Linked DNA regions of Takifugu rubripes: region 2 is linked to region 1. A link is a contact called in public Hi-C data. All regions are on one chromosome and are shown on one strand. The core of a region is the stretch at or near the end of the contact, and the rest is flanking DNA. Distances in the headings are between cores, read along the strand shown. Region 1 holds the start of LOC115249586 (myelin and lymphocyte protein). Region 2 holds the start of LOC105416341.

Region 1 (5,668 bases), core at 2,148-4,647:
AGACACACTTGTGCAGATCCTGTATCCTCTTAAATATATAAACTTGTAAAAAGTCATTAAATAAAGTGTGTATCTGGATTAATTTGAGCCATTTAGTGGTTAATCTTTAAGCTTGTGGACTCTGACAGCGCCAAAACCTGATTCTCATTGGATGAAAGAGGTACAGTAGCATGTTTGAACCAATATTTAATCATCTCAGAAGTGTTTTTGTTCTTTAGCGCCTCTGCTCTGTATATATTGGTCTTGAGGGAGTGTTTGATTGATCCAGACAAATTTAAAATTGTTTGCTGCAGATTTGAATGCAGCATTATTGCTTTATGCTTAGAGCTTCATACGGCCGTAATCAGTGAAGCCCTAAAGGTGTCCTGGATCGATTTTGTTTCAAATAGCAGAGGAATAAACCCGGGAACCTTTTATTTTGTAGATATTTTATTTTGGTGAATTACAACCTCTTAAAAAAACTCTTAAAAAGCCTGACCCCTCACATCTTAAAACATTATACCCCAGTTTTAAAAAAAAATCTTAAATCAAGATTAAACCGTGGCAGGTCATTAAACTGTCAGATTTAAGGAGAACTTGTGGTTCTAGTTTCCTGTGAACTGAATCCATTATATATCCTGGATGGACAAGCATTCACCAGTATGGAACCAGTAAGCTGCAGTCTTCCTTTCTATAAATTATTGAACTCTTCCTTCATGCTGCCTTTAGGAAATGACCTGTAATTTAACATTGAATGTACTATTTATTTAAGGTAATTCATATTTAATTTCATATTTGTGTTAGCTGTATTTTAGCTGCTTGAGGTCCCGATACTCATTATCATTGAGACTGATTCAATCATATGTTAACTATCTAAACATTTATATAAAAACTCTGAAAGGCTCCACAGAATCATGTAAAGGTGTAGTTCCTATCAAATGCTGGTTGTTAATGTTAGTGACCATTTAGGATATTGAAATGTCAGTAAAACATGTGTCCCAATAACAAACAATTCATATACATGTGCATAAGAGCAATTTTGTCCTTCAATACTTTGTGTTTTGCACATTCTGACCTGTTTACTATCACTAAACATGAAATGTATGAAAACGAGATCTAAAAAGGTCAATCTCAACAGAATATCTTGGGACGGTTCAGTGTTTACCAGCCCTCTCTCTCTCTCTCTCTTCTTTCTCACACACATACACACAGTTCGCAGCGGTTCTTGACACTCGAAGCAATCAGAAATGTTTCCATCGGATGGATGAGAGGATGGTGTGGATGAAGTAGAGGAGTGTAGCAACGTAGGCAAAGACCTGAAACATTCACAAACACATCTTAAAACTCACCAGTTCTGAGGAACCATGAGACTGAAAAAAACAAACGCATTTCTCTGCTGTTGTTTCGTCATAGTGATGGTAATTATTATCCGTCCGCATGCACACGAGCTCTAATTCAAGCTCCTTTCTTTGCTCCGGTTTTCCAGCTCTGAAGCAACACCGCTCTTAAGGGTTTTGCAGGTGAAAGGACGACATCACATCACACTTTTGTGTTGCTGCCGCTGGAGGAAAAGAGGAAAGTCCCCTCTTTGCTCTGTGTGCACGTCCTCACAATCACCAAACAAGCACACGGATGAAGTCATTTAGCTCTAAAACACATGAGTGTTTGTCCCACAAACAGGATGTCAGGTGATGCTAATCTACGCCAACTACTGTAGAGTTAAAACGTGTGCCTGTTTGGCCTGTTTACGCGCTAAATACGTCATCTGGAAATGTGCTTCTCACCACAGCAGCAATGTCAATCTGGTAGACTTTGAACGGGCCAACACTCTTCCTCAGCAGCGTGATATAAGCCAAGATCACCGCTGCGCTCAGGTAGAAAAACGTTGCCAGTCCGTGATAAGCAAAGTCCTGGACACAAACAGAACAGGATCACACGGTCAGTCTCATTTTCTCAGCGTCGTCTTTTGATCCCACTCATCTGGACCCGTGTCTTACAGCGGCGGCCCAGCCAGAGCTGTTCTTGTGGCATCCGGCCATGAAGATGATCATCCACAGGAAGGTCATGACGAAGCAGAAGACGGAGACAAACATCACCCATCCCAGAGGGTTTGGTGGAACCACGTGATTCGACGCCACCAGGATCCACACCAGACCGCCAAACACCTGAAAAATGTTTCACAGGGCTGATCTGAAGACGTGTTGGATTACGTCTGTGATCCTGTGTTCCACATAGATTCAACAGGAGGTTTTGCTCCTAGTCAGTCGAGTGAAGCGACCTGTTTGACTAAATTACATTGATATTACAGCTACATTAATTAACTCACTTTGCCATTGAATAGTGAATAATAGCATAGTTCTAACAATGTAATAAAGCCATTAGAGCTGAAACGTGAGTTTGATCCTGATAAAACCGTTTCCTGTTCCAAACTGCTAAGACAACTGTTTTGAGCGCTGGCTGTGTTTTTACTGCCTTCACCACCGTTACGCTGTTGTTGTTGTTTAAACTTTACCCGCAAACAAGTCGGCATTTAAATAGACCAGAACCATACGACAAAATTGCTCTCCAGCCTGAGCAAATCCAGATTAAACGTCCCTTTGACCAACAGGTCAGACATTTGCTCTGCAAACGTGACTCCTCACAGAGCATTTTGGCTCCTGACCCTACCTTTGAAAAACAAACGGATAAATAAATCCTAAATCCGACCTGTTAGTGGAGGTGGCGTCACCCTTTTCTTGGCGTGGAGTTGGCCACATTCTTTCTCAGATGAGTCTCACTAATACAATACGAATGAAACTTGAGAGGTGAAGGGGCCACTCCCAGACTGGGAATATGTTCCATCAGCCTTCTAGATGAACATTTTCCCTTCACACTTCTCCTCCAAGATGGTTCTGCACGGAATTGATGTCCTGCCGGACATTTTTTCCACGCATATACCAACAGAATTGTATGAGGTCATCATGAAATATCAGTATTGTTCTTGATATTTGTCCTCCAAGGTCACTGCTCTGGTAGAGCCTACTCACCAGTTCAGGCAGGTAAAATATGTCCGGGGCTGTGGTGCATATTCCCAGTCCGCTGGGAAGGCTTCCCATAGCCTGAGTTGTAGTTGCAGCCATCTCTGTCCCGGTGCTGAGTCAACAACCACCTGCACGTCTTCTGTGGGGAACTGGAGCTGCAGCAGGTGTTTCTGACATTTATAGGAGGGCTCAGTGAGCAGACAAAACCTGTTCCCTTCCCACAACAGTTCCTGACACCGCCCTTGGTCTTCCAGCCCGCCTGGATGTGGAAGAGGTGACCTGTGATGGGGTACTGAAGCAGCCAGAAGAGGAATTCCGTGCCCTGCGGCTACAGCTTGTGCAGAGGAATAATGTGCCTTGTTGCCGCTGAGTAAACACATAGCTCACCGGCTCTGCTTGGTGCAACTTTATGAGCCTCTCAGTCTGTTATCTCAGCGCTTTGTTTGTTTTGGGGCTACGATGAGGGTTTCTTAGAAAAACCTAGCAGCTAATACTTTTTTTAAATGTATTGATAAGCAGCACTTTGAAGCTCTGCACAGCTTTAAAGTGGAACTTATCAACATTCTTGTTATGTGTGTAGTGGGGGGAGGGGGGCAGGGGTGGGGCTGGGGGGCACTTTAGTCAGATTCTAAGTCTGCCACTGACTAGTTCCGGAATTATTTCAGCTGATAACCCCTCCTAGGTTTGCGTTATATGTGTAATACCATCATCAGACAGTATGTGTCAGTACTGAACAAATGTGTAATAATACATGCAGAAATGGTTTGAAATGTTAATCACAGAAATTCAAATTTTCTCATTAGCAGAGATCAAATATCTATACAGCAGTTATGAGGAGTAATGATTCAGTTCTGACATGAATGTCATGTTTCATTTATTTATTTATATCATTCAGTTGAGTCAGTCAAGTGTTTGAAAGAATAACAATTTTACAAATTGTTTCATATGAAGACATGCATGAATGTGGTAAATTTAGACAGACATCTTTGACAGCAAAGACCAAATACATTATTATGTATATTACGTATTATAACAGAATGCCATATTTTATATTTACAATCAGCTTTACTTAATTATATATAAAAGTGACTATCAGCTGCTTCAATGTCTATTTTTTGTGTTGAAATAGAATTTAAAACTATATTGCACTTGCTTCTATTAGTGCTTAAATATAATTTAAAAAAAAATAAATCTCTTCCTTGCCCTCCTGGGCGGTGCCTCCTTCCTTCAGATTTGGGTCCTCTATCAGAGGGAGTCTGAGGGTTCTGCGCAGGATCTTAGCTGTTCCTAGGACTGCGCTCTTCTGGACAGAGATCTCTGATGTGGTTCCTGGTATCTGTTGGAGCCATCTACTCAGCTTGGGTGTTACTGCCCCTACTGTCCCAATCACTACTGGGACCACTGTTGCCTTAATGCTACATTATAAAATCATAATTCATTGAATTAACTGTGTAACTATATGCTATTAAAATGTAATAACTAAACAATGTTAAATGTTTATTCAGAATTTCAAATTAATTAATTTATAAACAGTTATAATTATGTGATACTTATTAACAACTTGCTACCCACTCATTTATTTGAGGTTTTTAATACACTTTTTTCTTATTTTCTGGCCTAACTAAGAACTTCTCACCAGTAAGGTGGCTTTCTTGTAACGGAGAGGACCAGGTTTGTTCTATCTGGATTTGTGCCAGCGTCTTGCAGAGAAAATGGCATGGAGGAAGTAGAGAAGTGTGGCTAGATAAGACATCACCTGAAAATACACACACAGAGTCATAAATGAGCACCGAGTTTGAGGTTAGTGTGGGGGAAAATTAAAAGCCTCCTTAAAGTCCCTACAAGGGCAGCAGAGCTAAACACTGTGTGTGTATGTGTGTGTCAAATGTCTGTTCGAGGCTTGAAGTATAGTTGTAAGAGGGAGGTTAGAGTTGGCCAGGGTGGGGGCCAGAGGGTCGATTGGGGTGGTTTGGGCTAGGGTAGTAGCTGGGTAACGTATTATGTACCCGCAAAGATAGAAATAGGAGAATGTGTGTGGATGTGTCTCATACCACTGCAGCGATGTCCAGCCTATAGATTTTTAGAAGGTCAGAGGTCAGAACGTTAACAATCAGGTTGCCAGGGGCGATGGTCATGCCCCACCCCTTCAGCAGAGTGATGTAGGCCAGGATGACAGAAGCACTCAGATACAGGACCACAGCTACAAAATGATACCCTACATCCTGTGGAGGGAGTGGGGTGGGGGTGGGTGGGGCACATAGAAACACACAAACAAACCCATCAGTTCTGTGGGAAAACATCCGTTAATGTCTGTTTGGACGTTCCAAAAGGCTTTTGCCTGCGGCCCAACCTCATGGCTTCACCAGTCAAACATGACACACCTGAAAGACCTGACATGCTCAGTTTCCTGGTGAATAATGATCGAGGAGCAACTACAGGGTCTTACCAAGGAATTCCAGAACTTCCTCTGATTGTGGCCTAAAATGAAGAAGAAGAAGAAGATTGTGGTCATCACGAAGCAGAAAACAGACACAAACATGACCCAGCCCAGAGGGTTGTCTGGGTAGACATGCGTTGATGCCACCAGGATCCACACCAGACCTCCAAAGACCTGTGGGGACAGGAAGGGGGGATAGGGGGAACAGGTTTGTTAGCTCTTGTCTCTAATA
Region 2 (5,130 bases), core at 2,424-4,923, 150 kb before region 1:
TAACCTGAGGGATGGAGACAGAAAATCATTTAAAAGAGAAACATTGTTCTTCCTCATCATGTGCTAGAGCCAACAGATGCCAACATAGTTATTATTGATGAGTTAAAGATCAGAAACCTGCTTAATGGGATCCCCATCAGGCAATGATCATCACTCAAATGAATGTTCACCTGCAGCAGAGAGCAAACCAAAATAAGAGAAGAGAAGAGAAGAGAAGAGAAGAGAAGAGAAGAGAAGAGAAGAGAAGAGAAGAGACCTCTAATTGTGGATTCTTCAGGTCAGTCTTCCAGCCAAGGTGTCTGCTCAAACCTACTCCAATTACTTTGCTCACCTCCTAAGTTAGATACAGAATACCAAAGCATAATATCACATATAATTTATAGCCACCGTAGAACTGCACACACATGACAAATGGAAATAAATAAATATGTATCATGTTTTGAATGCTTTCTGTAGTAGCGACTTATTGATTATTTCCTTGATATTATATTTAGAAGAGATGTCAGTTCTACCTGTGGAGTGAAGCATCGAGACAAAGATCCACTACACTTGCAGTTGATTCTGAATGAGATTGGGGCAGAAGGAAGCTGGGTCGTACTGAGTCGCATTGGAATCTGACTTGCTTCTCCAGAAGTATTAGCTGATCATGAAAGCATAATAAATGAAAGTGAAAAGAAATTAAATAAATCTGAAAATCTAAAATCACTTCTCACCTTTTTTTGCGTCGTCTTTAGATTGGTCCGTTAAAGTATTGTGCCTATTCCTAATGCCACTAGTATTTTCCTGCGGTGGAAAGGTCCACTTCTCCTCATCAACATCATCATCTCTCTTTCTCTTCTTTCCCGTTCCAGATGGTTCATTCCTCTTTTGAACAACACTATCTTCTCTTGTACTTCCTTTTGATAGCCTGACAGGATACGATCTGTATACCATCTCCCTCTGCAGGCGAGTCCATGTCCTTACAGCGCTGGTCCACTGCTCAATGTCCCCCAAAAGTCGGGACTGCAACGCGGAGGCTGCTTTTGCTGTTGACGTTATCAAGAGCAATTTCAAGACCAAGAAAATCCCGTAAAGGCCTGAAAGTTAGTGCCGAATCTGCGCCTTTGATGTGTTTGCTGTTCTGGTACCTGGGTTTGTCTTTGCCGTAATGGAAACTGGGTGGTCTTGTTTCAGGAAAAGGAAAATTCTCTCTGCAGCTTTCAGCTGACAAAGTCTGTTAACATCAGCAGTGGAGCTGAATATCACTTTACCTGGGATCTGATAAACCTGACCACACGAAAGAAAAAGACACAGAAATAATGACAAAATATGACACAGCCTAAACATAACAAAAGAAAAATATTAAAATGAAAAATGAGGCGCCCTGTTATAGATAAGCGTAAGATAATATGAATAAAATCCTCCGAAGAAGAAAACATCGTTTTAAAAACAACCATTTAATATGTACATTTTAAAGAATCCTTAATAATTAATAATCCGAAATAACAACCAGATCCAGATTATTTTTAAAAAAAAAGTAATTTTCAACTATTGAAAAAACGTGATCAAACAGCGTTTTTATTACATGTTAAAAACTCTGAAACTGGGCAGATTTTCGGACACTCACATCTTCAGCCGCCAGATTCTTCTTCAACTCTTCAAGTAAAAAAAGTTCCATCCCTTTACCAGCAGTGCAGTAATAACGAATTAAATTTCCATCGTTTTTCGATTCAGCCATTCTGCATCTACAAAGTATTTAACTCAACAAAACATCCAACTCAGCTTCTACAGGGTGCATCTTCTACTTCACAGGTGTTCCGCCATATTGGAATAGTTGTTTACACCGGAAACGGAAATGACTTTTCAGAATACAATGACCCCATACGGCCAATAGATGTCTCTCTTTCACAGTGGATAACGGCACTGATGATCGATCATCGAGCGCATTTGTTTAATTCAATTTTTTTTTAAAGATAACTCTCCATACGTGTGACTAATTAACTGTAAAATGTGCCCAAATCATATTATATCGATTTGATTTTCATTAAATTGTAATAAAGGAATTTAGTAAAGATACATTTTATAGTTATTATCAGGGTTTTTAAAATTATTATTTCGTAACTGCTTCCTTTACACGTAGAGTATTTCGTCAAACATGCACCAAGAACCCTTAAGTGTTATGCTGTGTGCCGCATTTGAATCTGAGTGCGAAATATGTTCAGCTCTGCTGCATTGTCGCCTGCAGGCAGATGTGAACAGGTGTTCTTCCAAATCAGGAGAGGAAGGAGACTTTTAAATTCTGCAGCATAAATTAAGACTTTGGTTTTAGAAGTTAGTTTTTCCTCTAAAGGTTATTTCTTTTTTGTCAATATTCCTGTAAAAAAAAAAAAAAATTTGGTCGCTGTTTTTCTTCTGGCCTATGACTGTCTATGACTTCACTCATCTACTACTATTATGAAGAATAATTACTGTGACCTGTTGGCACTCTCTCACTAAACTCTCATGCATAATGGATAACTGACTATAAAAACCAATGGACCATTACTAAAGTTGCATAAAAAGTAATTTATGTCAACAATGTTGCAGCACGATATGGTACTCATTTTTCAATGTTCTACAATTTCCCTTTAGTTTATTCTGTGATGACTTTCATCAAGTCATAATATTAGTTGTACCCATGCAGAAAGAAGACATTAATACTCCTCTGAACAGCTGCCACATGCAATAATTAGACCCAGTGCTACAAACCAATTGCAACAGCTCCACAATATGAATGCTGTCTGGCACAGCAGCCCATGTGTGATATATTGCAGGACATTAAACTTGTTTTTATTCTCATCTTTACCCAATAAATCATCAGAGAGGATAGAGTACATAAGGGGAAAAAGAAGAGCAAAATAATAATGATGGGAGGATTGTTGAGAAAAGCAAAAAATATGGGAGGCAGATGCTTTGTTTACAACCTTGCACTGGTGGGTTAATTAGTGAAGCCTTGAAAGAGCTTAAGGGTGGTGTGTTTGAACATTTACAATAACACATTGGACATAAATTGCCTTTTTACAGATTTAAAGAACATTTTCCATTGTGCCATAAACCTCATTAAACTACCTATAGGACAACTTAAAAATACAGCTGGACCCTCACAAAAGAGGTAAAACAAGAGTTACAAAGTTAGAATAATTCCAAGGCCAAATGGGATGCTTCATGAAATAATAATCAAATTTAAAAAAAACCCAAAAAAAACGAGCAACACTACAATTCTTTTTCTGCAGGTGCATACAAAACTCCATGGCAATGCGCCTGCTTTTGTCCTAGTTAACAAAGATCAGTTACACTACATAAAGTCCCAAATCCCCTTGCTCCATATTTTATCAACTAAAAACATCACTGCACCAAAAAGCTGCTCTATTTAGTCCTATAAAAAAGGAGAGAGCCCTTGGCCTCCTTTTTGTCAATGTTACGCTGAAAAACCAAGCTGCGATTTGCATCTGATTTTCAGCTATTCGGTTGATTCCCAAGTTACTGTATTGCTTTAATTAATAATAAAACTGTGGAGTAAAACCCTGCTCTAGTTAGTTTTATTTCAGATTCAACAATATTTTACATGAAGATCTCATAAACATCTTCATGGCACTTCCGTACCACATGACTTGTAGTTCCAATTAACGCCGTTGAGGGGCGGTGTGGGCTAATGCTGCGCTCCAGCCCGCTCCCGTGTTGTCTTGTTTAATCTCCTCAGCTGCAGCAGGCAGGCGCGGAAGAAAGTAAATAAAAGCGAAAACACTGGAATAGCGCAACTCCCTGCCTGTTAGAGCGAAAGTAACTGCGCCAGAAGATCGCCAACTGCACTGGAAGGTCGGTCTGGATGTTCTATTACCGTTCCTGAGCTAAAGGTTCTATTATAAGTCACATACTGTAGCATACCTTTAATAGTGCCCACTCAATACCGTGTGTTACATCACGGAAGGTATCCTAATCATCATTATGTAGATGGCTCAGAGTTGAACTGTTTGTAATGTCAATTTGGTTACAGGTTTAAAACCCACACAAATGCATCGAATATTCTATTTCGTTTTGTTTTCAGATGCCGTCATAAATTTCTGTTTGGTCTCCTCCCATATCATCATGGGCCAAGTTTTGTCAACAGAAAACGATGTTTCTCAGTCGAAGGAGGCAGTTGGATCTGTTCTTTATGATGCCATGTTGGAGGGCGATGCCGTGCCGGACCTTGGAGTTGTCCACCCTCTCCTCCTGGCCAGTCAGGATGAGAGCATTAACCCCGGGTCCCATCTTCAGGAACAGCTGCGTCATGTTAATAGATTTTACTCTCTCTAAAATGCAGTGGTCTTAAAATTAATTTCACTTTGAAAGTAAAGCAGGATGTTTACAGTCAGTTAACAAATAAAAGTATAAATACACCTAAATTGATATGTAATATGTGATTCTTTGTAGGATTTAAATGGCGAGCGATCATATCACCTTCCTTTTCTTCTCCAGCTGCAGAGTGACATTGGTGACAGGGCGCCTGCCTACCTGAGGGATCTGATTAGCCGTCTGTCAACCTTCTCTGATGAGCCCCGCCTGGCTGGCCTTGTGGGATTCGTGGTCACGTTGTTGGTGGATATGGTCTACACGTCATCAAAACATTCAAATGTGAGAGGAAAGATGGCAGGGTTATCATCAAGCCAGGTAAATCTTTTCAGGCAAAGGTGATGAAAGGATAGTTAATTTTACAATATTCATGCATAAATCATTAACTCCTGCAGAAAGTCTGGGAACTCCAGGAAGTGATGGAAGAGTATCTGAAGCGTTTTAGAATCAACCTGACTGACAGAAACAAGCTGATTCAGGATACCGTCAGACTTGAGGCCCAGTTTAGCCTCATTCTCACCCAGCTGAAGACCCGTCTAATTGCAGGCGACTGTGATTCCAGGTAATATAAAAGATAATAAATGCAGCAGAATCTGCATTTACCACTGCTGTGGTTACTGCTTAAATTTAGAATGACTGCACCTGCCTGACTGCTCTTTTGTTTTACCTTTCTGGTCCTTTTAGGTCTTTGAAGCACTGGGCCAGTGGAGCTGCTTTTAACGTCCAGATGTTGGTTCATCTTTCAGCTCTTCAGGGGCAGGCAGAGCCCCTGGCAGCAAA

Evidence for each region. A called contact is a pair of places that touch in the nucleus more often than the background predicts.
Region 2: a Hi-C map of an unstated tissue shows a contact between it and region 1, with 4 times the contacts expected there. The contact joins the promoter of LOC105416341 here to the promoter of LOC115249586 in region 1. A contact is called at or near these places in 2 of 2 Hi-C or Micro-C datasets (muscle and an unstated tissue).

Annotation. Positions count from the first base shown.
Region 1 is chr4:6,625,080-6,630,747 of fTakRub1.2, reverse strand. It overlaps LOC115249586 (myelin and lymphocyte protein), which reads right to left and starts at 3,397. Exons shown (of 4, transcript XM_029835341.1): 1 at 3,006-3,397; 2 at 1,977-2,144; 3 at 1,764-1,889; 4 at 412-1,295. The coding sequence starts at 3,098. The coding sequence ends at 1,221. It overlaps LOC115249585 (myelin and lymphocyte protein-like), which reads right to left. Exons shown (of 7, transcript XM_029835340.1): 4 at 5,446-5,610; 5 at 5,051-5,221; 6 at 4,636-4,755; 7 at 3,863-4,335. The coding sequence ends at 4,678. mrps5 (mitochondrial ribosomal protein S5) reads left to right here. Exons shown (of 12, transcript XM_029835338.1): 12 at 1-82.
Region 2 is chr4:6,777,712-6,782,841 of fTakRub1.2, reverse strand. LOC105416341 reads left to right here and starts at 3,673. Exons shown (of 7, transcript XM_011603104.2): 1 at 3,673-3,834; 2 at 4,064-4,290; 3 at 4,477-4,668; 4 at 4,746-4,912; 5 at 5,035-5,130. The coding sequence starts at 4,105. It overlaps thumpd2 (THUMP domain containing 2), which reads right to left and starts at 1,832. Exons shown (of 11, transcript XM_011603103.2): 1 at 1,607-1,832; 2 at 1,128-1,266; 3 at 714-1,025; 4 at 513-640; 5 at 257-334; 6 at 118-170; 7 at 1-4. The coding sequence starts at 1,717.